2 separate regions of the Mus musculus genome follow, and region 1 is linked to region 2. Evidence: chromatin contacts called from public Hi-C data. All regions are on one chromosome and are shown on one strand. The core of a region is the stretch at or near the end of the contact, and the rest is flanking DNA. Distances in the headings are between cores, read along the strand shown. Region 1 holds the start of Zfp639 (zinc finger protein 639). Region 2 holds the start of Exosc9 (exosome component 9).

What was found. Hi-C and Micro-C count contacts between places; a contact is called where the count stands out from the background.
Region 1: a Hi-C map of B cells shows a contact between it and region 2, with 5 read pairs. The contact joins the promoter of Zfp639 here to the promoter of Exosc9 in region 2. A contact is called at or near these places in 2 of 39 promoter capture datasets (the HPC-7 cell line and second pharyngeal arch cranial neural crest) and 1 of 484 Hi-C or Micro-C datasets (B cells).

The regions. Positions count from the first base shown.
Region 1 is chr3:32,509,134-32,513,052 of GRCm38.p6, reverse strand. Zfp639 (zinc finger protein 639) reads right to left here and starts at 2,461. Exons shown (of 7, transcript NM_144519.4): 1 at 2,321-2,461; 2 at 1-52.
Region 2 is chr3:36,550,515-36,554,343 of GRCm38.p6, reverse strand. Exosc9 (exosome component 9) reads right to left here and starts at 1,738. Exons shown (of 12, transcript NM_019393.2): 1 at 1,593-1,738; 2 at 1,215-1,309; 3 at 419-538; 4 at 202-304. The coding sequence starts at 1,658.

The sequences.
Region 1 (3,919 bases), core at 1,212-3,711, 4.0 Mb after region 2:
CTTGCTTCAAGTTCTTAAGCACAAGCAGGAGGGGAGGTGATAATCTGAAAAACTGACAGCCATACTCTTACAGAAATGTTAGATAAACAGACAAAATGCCTCACCCAACGCCATAATCAGCTTTCTTTGGAGACACAGTTTCTTATAGTCCATATTCTATCATATTCTAATAGGTAGAACACAACTGTCAAGAGAATATCTCAGGTTGTTCAGAACGTGAACAAAAAAGTAAGAAAAGGAAACCAAGCACGGGATTACAAGTCCTTAACATTGCCATTTGGATTTGTCTTGTCACGTGAGGAAGGTGGAGGAGAGTGTGACTCCTCAGGATTGGACATCACCAAAGGTTCCTTAAGACCACTCACAACCAAGAGCTGTCAACCAGCCTTCACCCAGGCAAATAGAATTGGATTTGTGTATGCACAAGTGCCTTCATAAAGACATCGGGAGTGTCCACAGGACACAGGAATGTCGCGAGTCCTGAGGACTGGACTCAGGTCCTCAGGCAGCAGGGACCTTACTCACTGGGAAATGAGCTGGCCATCTTGTCAGCTTGAGAAATTTGACTTCTTAATGAAATGTGAACCATAAAAACTCATGCTCACTAGTTATCCTTTTAAAAAGACTGTTAACTATCTGAAACGTATCCTTCCCCAATTATACACAGGTGTCACTGTAGAAAACCAGGACATTTGAAATTTAATCACCTAAAATCCATTCACTCAGGAAAAAAAAAAGATAATATCGTGGTGATATATCCATAGTTTATAATTTATCATTTAAAAAAAATTTAAGCCTAAAGTGGTGGCACATGTCTTCAGTGCCAGCACTTGGGAGGCAGGGGCAGGCAGATCTCCGAGTTTGAGGCCAGCCTGGTCTACAAAGCAAGTTCCAGGACAGCCAGGGCTACACAGAGAAACCCTGTCTGGAGAAACTGAGTATTGAGACCTACACCTTTATCCCCAGCCCTCAGGCGGTAGAGACGGAGGATGTCTCTGAGTTCTTGACCAGTCTGGTCTACACAGTGAGTTCCTGGCCAGCCAGAAGTACATAGTGTTTGAAAAAAAAATTAATAGACGGGATGTGCTAATTCTGAATTTATATTTATGTTTGGGGTTAGGCAATTTGTTGTTAAAGGCATACAACACTACTGGCTTGCTCTCCACTTTTTGAGATAACATTGAAGACAGAAAAAAAAATCCCATTTTAAAAAGGCCCAACTGCCCTCTTCCACATCAACAGCAGAGCTCAGTGGCTCACAGCTGACATCCCAGCACTCAGGAGGCTGAGGCAAGATTACACATAAAGTCTCTTGTGTCCTAAAAACAAAACAAACACATCACCCACACAGAGGCATCTTGGCACCTGGAACCTTCACAACACTTAATAGTGCTTCCCATAGACAAACCTTTTCAAAGGTTTCTCATGAAACCTCGGATGTCTTCACACAATGCCTAGACACTTTTTTTGTTTGTTTTTTTCGAGACAGAGTTTCTCTGTGTAGCCCAGCTGTCCTGGAACTCACTCTGTAGATCAGGCTGGCCTTGAACTCAGAAATCCGTCTGCCTCTGCCTCCCAAGTGCTGGGTTTAAAGGTGTGCGCCACCACTGCCCCGCACCAAGACATATTTTTAAAAGGCTGTTTTCGCGCGCATGTGTAGTCCGAGATGGTGTCTGATCTGGAGGCAATCATGAACCTACTCCAACTGGGTGTTCTCTCCAGCACCCAGCACCGAATTTTTTGAGACTGGGTCGTTGCGTTTTGAAGACGTTTATAACACTTTATTTTTTCACCTCCATTAAAACAAACAAACAAAAAATATTTCCAGGGCTCAGAAGGCGCTTACAGCTAAGCCAGACGACCTGGGTGTCTTCCCTGGAACCCGCAAGGTGGGAAGAACAGCCTCTTGGAAAGTTGTCCTCTGACCTCTACACTTGCGCCATGGCACACGTGCGCATGCATACACGCAATAAGCACGTACATTTTCAAACAGAAAGAGAATTTTCCCGTTCTAATTGAAGCCCGGCGTGGTGGCACACGCCTTTCCGGCTAGCCTAGGCTACACAAGTCCCTGTCACAGATTACAGGAATTCGAAGAGCGCTGGTCTGATTGGCCTCTCCTGGGAGCCTCTGTCCGTGAGGACTCAGGGCCGGGTCCCCGCTGGACTCCAGCGTCTCCCGCGGGAGCAGCCTCCTGCAGGCCGGCATAGGCCCCCCCGCCGCCGAGTCCACCCGAGCGGCCGACACGCACCGGGCCGGGCAGGCCCCGCTCGCCCCGCGGCCCTCGCTTGGCACGCAGGCCCCGGAGGCCGGCCCTCACCTCACGTAGCAGCGCAGCTCCGGCGAGACACGCCCGGATGATGGGACGGAGGGGGCTGCCGGGCCACCGCCCGCGCCCTGCCCAGCCGCCCGCGCCCTCCCCGGCCCTGCCCTTCCCTGCCCGCCAGGCCCAGCAGCACTCACCCCGTCACCCCGCGCATGCGCCACAGCGGGCCGCGAGAGTAAAGATGGGGGACGGGGGGCGGGAACCCTAAGGATGAGGGCGTGGCCTGAGCATGGAGGGGGCGTGGCTTCATGCTAAGGGCGGGGCCTAACAGCAGGACAAGGAGAGACTAGCAGTGCTGTCTAGCGTCCCCTACGGGCACATCCGGGCCGTGCCACCTTCCCCCCTGAGGTCAGCGCTGTCCCACTCATCGGTTTCCTGGAAGGCCGCAGTGATCGATCCTCAGGGTCTTCAGGATCATTAGTGTTTCACGCATGGTGGTTGTCCTCAAATCCCAACATCCGGGCTAGATAAGTCCAGGGCCGAGAAAAAACGCGATGTGACTCGAGATGGGTCCTCAGACCACACCCTGGGTTCTTGAAGTCTTGGGAGATTGGAGGTGGAGTTAGAGAAGGGAGAGCTGAAAAAATGGCTCCCCCCAGTTAAGAGAGTTTTATTTCTCTTCTAGAGAAAGCATGCACATGATAGTTCACAAACGCCTTTACTGTAACTCAACAGCAAGGGATGTGAAGCCTCCGCAGGCATACACACCTCCCCATCCCCCCACCTAAATACAAAAATAAATAAATCCTAAAAAGAAGACCTGATGGAGTGAACCGAGGTTATCACAAAGGATTGCATTCTGTCATTTAAATCCTTTTCGTACCTTGACCGTCAATAAGCAAAGGATTAAATTAGATGAGCATAAATAACTGTGAACATTGTTTTTGAATTATCCCTCGGGCTGACAGTAGATTTCGGTGGTTGTCTGTGCTTGGCAGGGTGAGTGCTGAGGTGTGAGCCCTCAGCGTTACAAGCAACAGTCCAGAGTGCGGCTGTGTGTTTTCTTTCTCGCTCCTCCTTCAGTGTTAAGAATGGAGTCCAGGGGCTGGAGAGATGGCTCAGCTGTTAAGAAAACTGGCTCTTCCACTAGGGGATTCAGGTTTTATTCCCAACACCCACAATGAGGTTCACGTCTGAGCTCACGTGTAAATCCAGTTCTAGGTCGCCTGAAGCCTTCTGGCTTCCATGGGCGCCAGGAACACAAGTGGTGCACAGACATACATTCAGGCAAAACACTCATACAGATAAAAATAAAATATATATATTTTAAAACATTTTTAAATATAATCCTAGCTCTCATCCACTGAGCTGCCCCACCCCAACCCCCTAATCTGGGTGAGAGTTAAAGAGGTTTCAGTACAATTTGTGAGTGTTTCTCGGTTTTGTAACTAAAGCCCTTAAGGTTCAACTAATTGTACGTGAATAGCTAAATCGAGTGGGGTAACTTATATCCAAAGTCACTTGCAAAGTCCCAGCCACGGTTCGTGTGTCTCACCAGCCCAGCGCCCTGTTCTTGCTGTCAATCACCTGGTATTCAGCCGGTTGTCACTGACACCCTCCCCCAACCCCATCACCACGCCTGGGGAAGTCCAG
Region 2 (3,829 bases), core at 489-2,988:
ATGCATGTACCACACTCATGCCTGGTGTCCCCAAAACTGTGTTAAAGCTTCTGGAACTACAGTTACAGAGGTTGTGAACCGCCATGTGAGTGCTGGCAACCGAACCCAAACCTCTGCAAGGTCTCCAGGTTCCTACGTCTGTTTTAATTGTGTCTGAATCAACAGTATTCATTGTTAAGATATTTTGAACATATTTCTCACCTTTTCACCAGCGACAACACAGAGAGATTCAGTGTCTATACACTTTGAATTTCGTAGACACCTTTCTAAGAGTCGATTCAGCTTCACCAAGAGATCTGACTGCCTATGGAAAGAAGAACGAACTAATGTGATAAACTTCGACTGTGAGCAGGAAAACAATATCTCACTGAGGGTAAGTTCTTCCATGGCTAAAGTAACTTAACAAAGAGTGAGATACCTGCCAGGCTCAAAAGCTGGAGCAGCCATCTGAGAAAGCTCAAGGTTAAAAAAGAGGATACCTTCCGTTGCCCTATTGAGTTTCGGAGAAACAAGTTCACAGGAAACCTGTCCAAGGACTCTGCAAAAATAAAGGTGCAAAGCAGTCAACTAAACGTACTTTCTTTTCAATTAAAAAAAAAAAAAAAAGGGTGACGAAATCTAAAATAACAACAACAACAACAAAAACCTAAACAACACAATGTGACATAAGAGGCAGAAATTACATATAGAATGTGGTAAACTGGACCCAGCAACCTGCCTACACACACACAATAATGCACATACACAATAATAAAGGTTTTTTTTTTTAAGGGTAAGTAGATTTCACGCAGAAATAAAAAATATTGGTATACACAAAAGGATGACAGAAAGGAAATCTCTTATTTCTTACATCATTTGAGAATAAAAGGGAAACTGAGGCTTACTGATGACATGATCGATACACTCCTCACACTAGAAAATGAGACATGCAGATAACCTGTGTGATCAATGTTAGCTGTCTACATGATTTATAATGGTCATACGGAACTATGATACTCATATAACAGAAAGCACTAATGGTTGAAAGTTAAACTGCGCACAAAACTAAAAAAGGCTGGCATTAAAGAAACATATTTCTCATCAGAATAATGATAATAATAAGAATAAGAATAAGAATAGCACGTTTGGAATTCGGAGCTGCTCAGTAAACAACCGAGTCAGTATGTTGTGATTTTCACACCTCCTGTTGCATTATCTAACTTGAATCCTGTTACCTTGTTTTTCCCAGTTCCACAATACAGCATCCATAATCCGTTCCGAATGAGATCCTGATGTTCCTGTAATCATAGGTCTGTCTGCCGTCCAGGCGCTGTAAGCAAACACCATTTACTGCTTTAACATATTTATGAGTGGCAACTGTGTCTGTGTGGTCCTGGTTCCCAACGTCCCTGCCACTGAATACTGCTGGCTTAAGGTTCAAAGGAACTGGTCAGGGTCAAATACTGCCCTGAGGCTTGGGGAATGGGGAGAGTCCACACTGGGCAGCCCCCGAGTCCACACCACGACCACACAACAGGCCGAACTGACAATGTATCCACGGACAACCCGAGTCTACACCCAAAGCCACGGTGTTCACACCGCAGGCCTCGCACCTTCTTCTCCTCAATTGCGCGGAGCAGGAAGCGGCGCTCACAGTTGGAAAGCGGCGTCTCCTTCATAGTGGCGGGCCACGCAAAGGATGAACGGCACCGAGACAAGTCCGCACACCGGCTTCTTCCCGGCGCGGAAAACCGACGTCATCCAGGCGCAGGCTCGGGGGCGTGGTGTGGGCGTGGCTAGAGATCGGGGGCCGCTGGGGCCGGTACAGGCAGTGTAGCAAATCAACGAAGATTTCCCGGGTTGGTCCTGCCCGGCATCGCAGTGGAGATTAGCATCTGCAGTGCAGTCCTGTTCCTAGTTTTTTATTGAGACAGAATCTCACTCTGTCTCTGACTGAACTCAACAGAGACTTACTTATCCCTACAAGTCGTAACAGTTCTTGCTTTGGGGGTAGGAAACAAAGATTTCCCCAGCTCTTGGGTCTGGATGTCTACCATCTTCCAGGCTGACCTAAGTATTGGGATTCCCTGGCACTTCACCACAGAGACAGTCTACTGAGGATGCTGACTTTTGTCAGAGAAAGATGGAAGGGTGGTGCGAATCGGTGGAGAATCCTTGTAAGGGCTTGGGGCGGATGGGGAGGATGTAGCCGACTAAAGGTGGTTCACATGGGACCTGAGGACGGGAAAACAAGTGAAGTGTAACGTCACTGACTGGAACCTCGTTTACTGCTTATATCTCATTTTAAACCGACAGGCTTATTTTTACAGACAGACATGTGTCCTCCATCTGCTGGCCGGTGTCCTGATTCACCCACATCAAGAGCTGGTATTTGACAGCTTGCGCAACGAGTGAGGCAGCAGTAGGTGATCCTTTAGTGCCCAAATCTTCTGTTTCTCCTTTTTTATTATTGTTTTTTTATTTTAATTACAGAGTCTCACTGTGTATCACTGGAACTAACAGAGATCCACCTGACCCTGCAAAGTTGTAACAGCTCTTGCATGGGTTTAGGAAATAGGGATTTCCCCCAGCTCTTGGCTATGGCTAGCTAGCAGCTTCCAGGTTGACCTAGTTTTTGGGATTTGCAGCAACAATGAATGCTACAGCTCTTGGCCCAGGGTCTGAGACCTTGGCCCCAAAGATTTAACAACTCTGAAACGTTCCAGTTGTCAGGACTGTAGTTTCTGGTCTTGCTCTCTGTTCTCTCCAGCTGTCCCTTTTCTGTGCTGCCTTTCTTCCAGTCCCGGCTGCTTTTGAACTATTCAGCTGCTGCTTCCTCGGCTGTCCAGCTGCCCGGCCTTGCCATTGTCTCAGCGTGGCCGCCAGACTGCACAGCTGCGTATGCATCACCGCTCTCAGCTGCCCCAGCTGCTTTTCCCGTTGCCCCCTCAGTTCACAGAACAGAAAGAGAAAAGTTTCCTTGAATCAGATGCTTCAAATCCAGAGAAGACAGCACAGGGTAGTGCCTTCCAAGCATCTCACTAGGTGATCCTGAGCATACATCTTCTATTTTTCTGGATTTTTTTTCCTCTCGTAAATATAATGGTTTAATTATGGAAAACAAAGAAGTTAATGTTTTTCTACCATTATTCTTCAGCGTGTACTAAATCAGTATACCTTTGAATTCTACTGTGTTAAAATGTTTGGTTTATGGGCTGGAGACGTGCCTTAGAGTTAAGAACTGTTGGTCTTCCAGAGGATCTGAGTTACCAAACACAGCAGTCACATGGGGTGATGCACAACTATAACTACAGCATCGTGGGATCCTAATCACTCTTCTGGCCTCTGAGGATACGGTGCACACATGCATAAACACAGAGACATGCACTCATACACAAGTACCTCCATCTTAGTAGTATGCAAATCTCCTTTTATCCTTATCATTGAAAATTAGTTTATTTGTTTGCTGATTTTCTTGTTTTTGTTAAAAGATGAGAACAAGCTGGGCATGGTGGCACACACCTTTAATCCCAGCACTTGGGAGGCAGAGGCAGGCAGATTTCTGAGTTTGAGGCCAGCCTGGTCTACAGAGTGAGTTCCAGGACAGCCAGGGCTATACAGAAAAACCCTGTCTCGAAAAATAAAAAAAAAATTTAAAAATTAAAAAAAGATAAGAACAATAGTCAGGTGGTGGTGGCACTCTCTAATCTCAGCACTTGGGAGGCAGAGGCAGGCAGATCTCTGAGTTTGAGGCCACAAAGGTCTACACACTGAGTTTCAGGACAGCCAGGGCTACACAGTGAAACCCTCTCTCAAAAGAACCTAAATAAATAAGTTTCCTCAAAGTTTG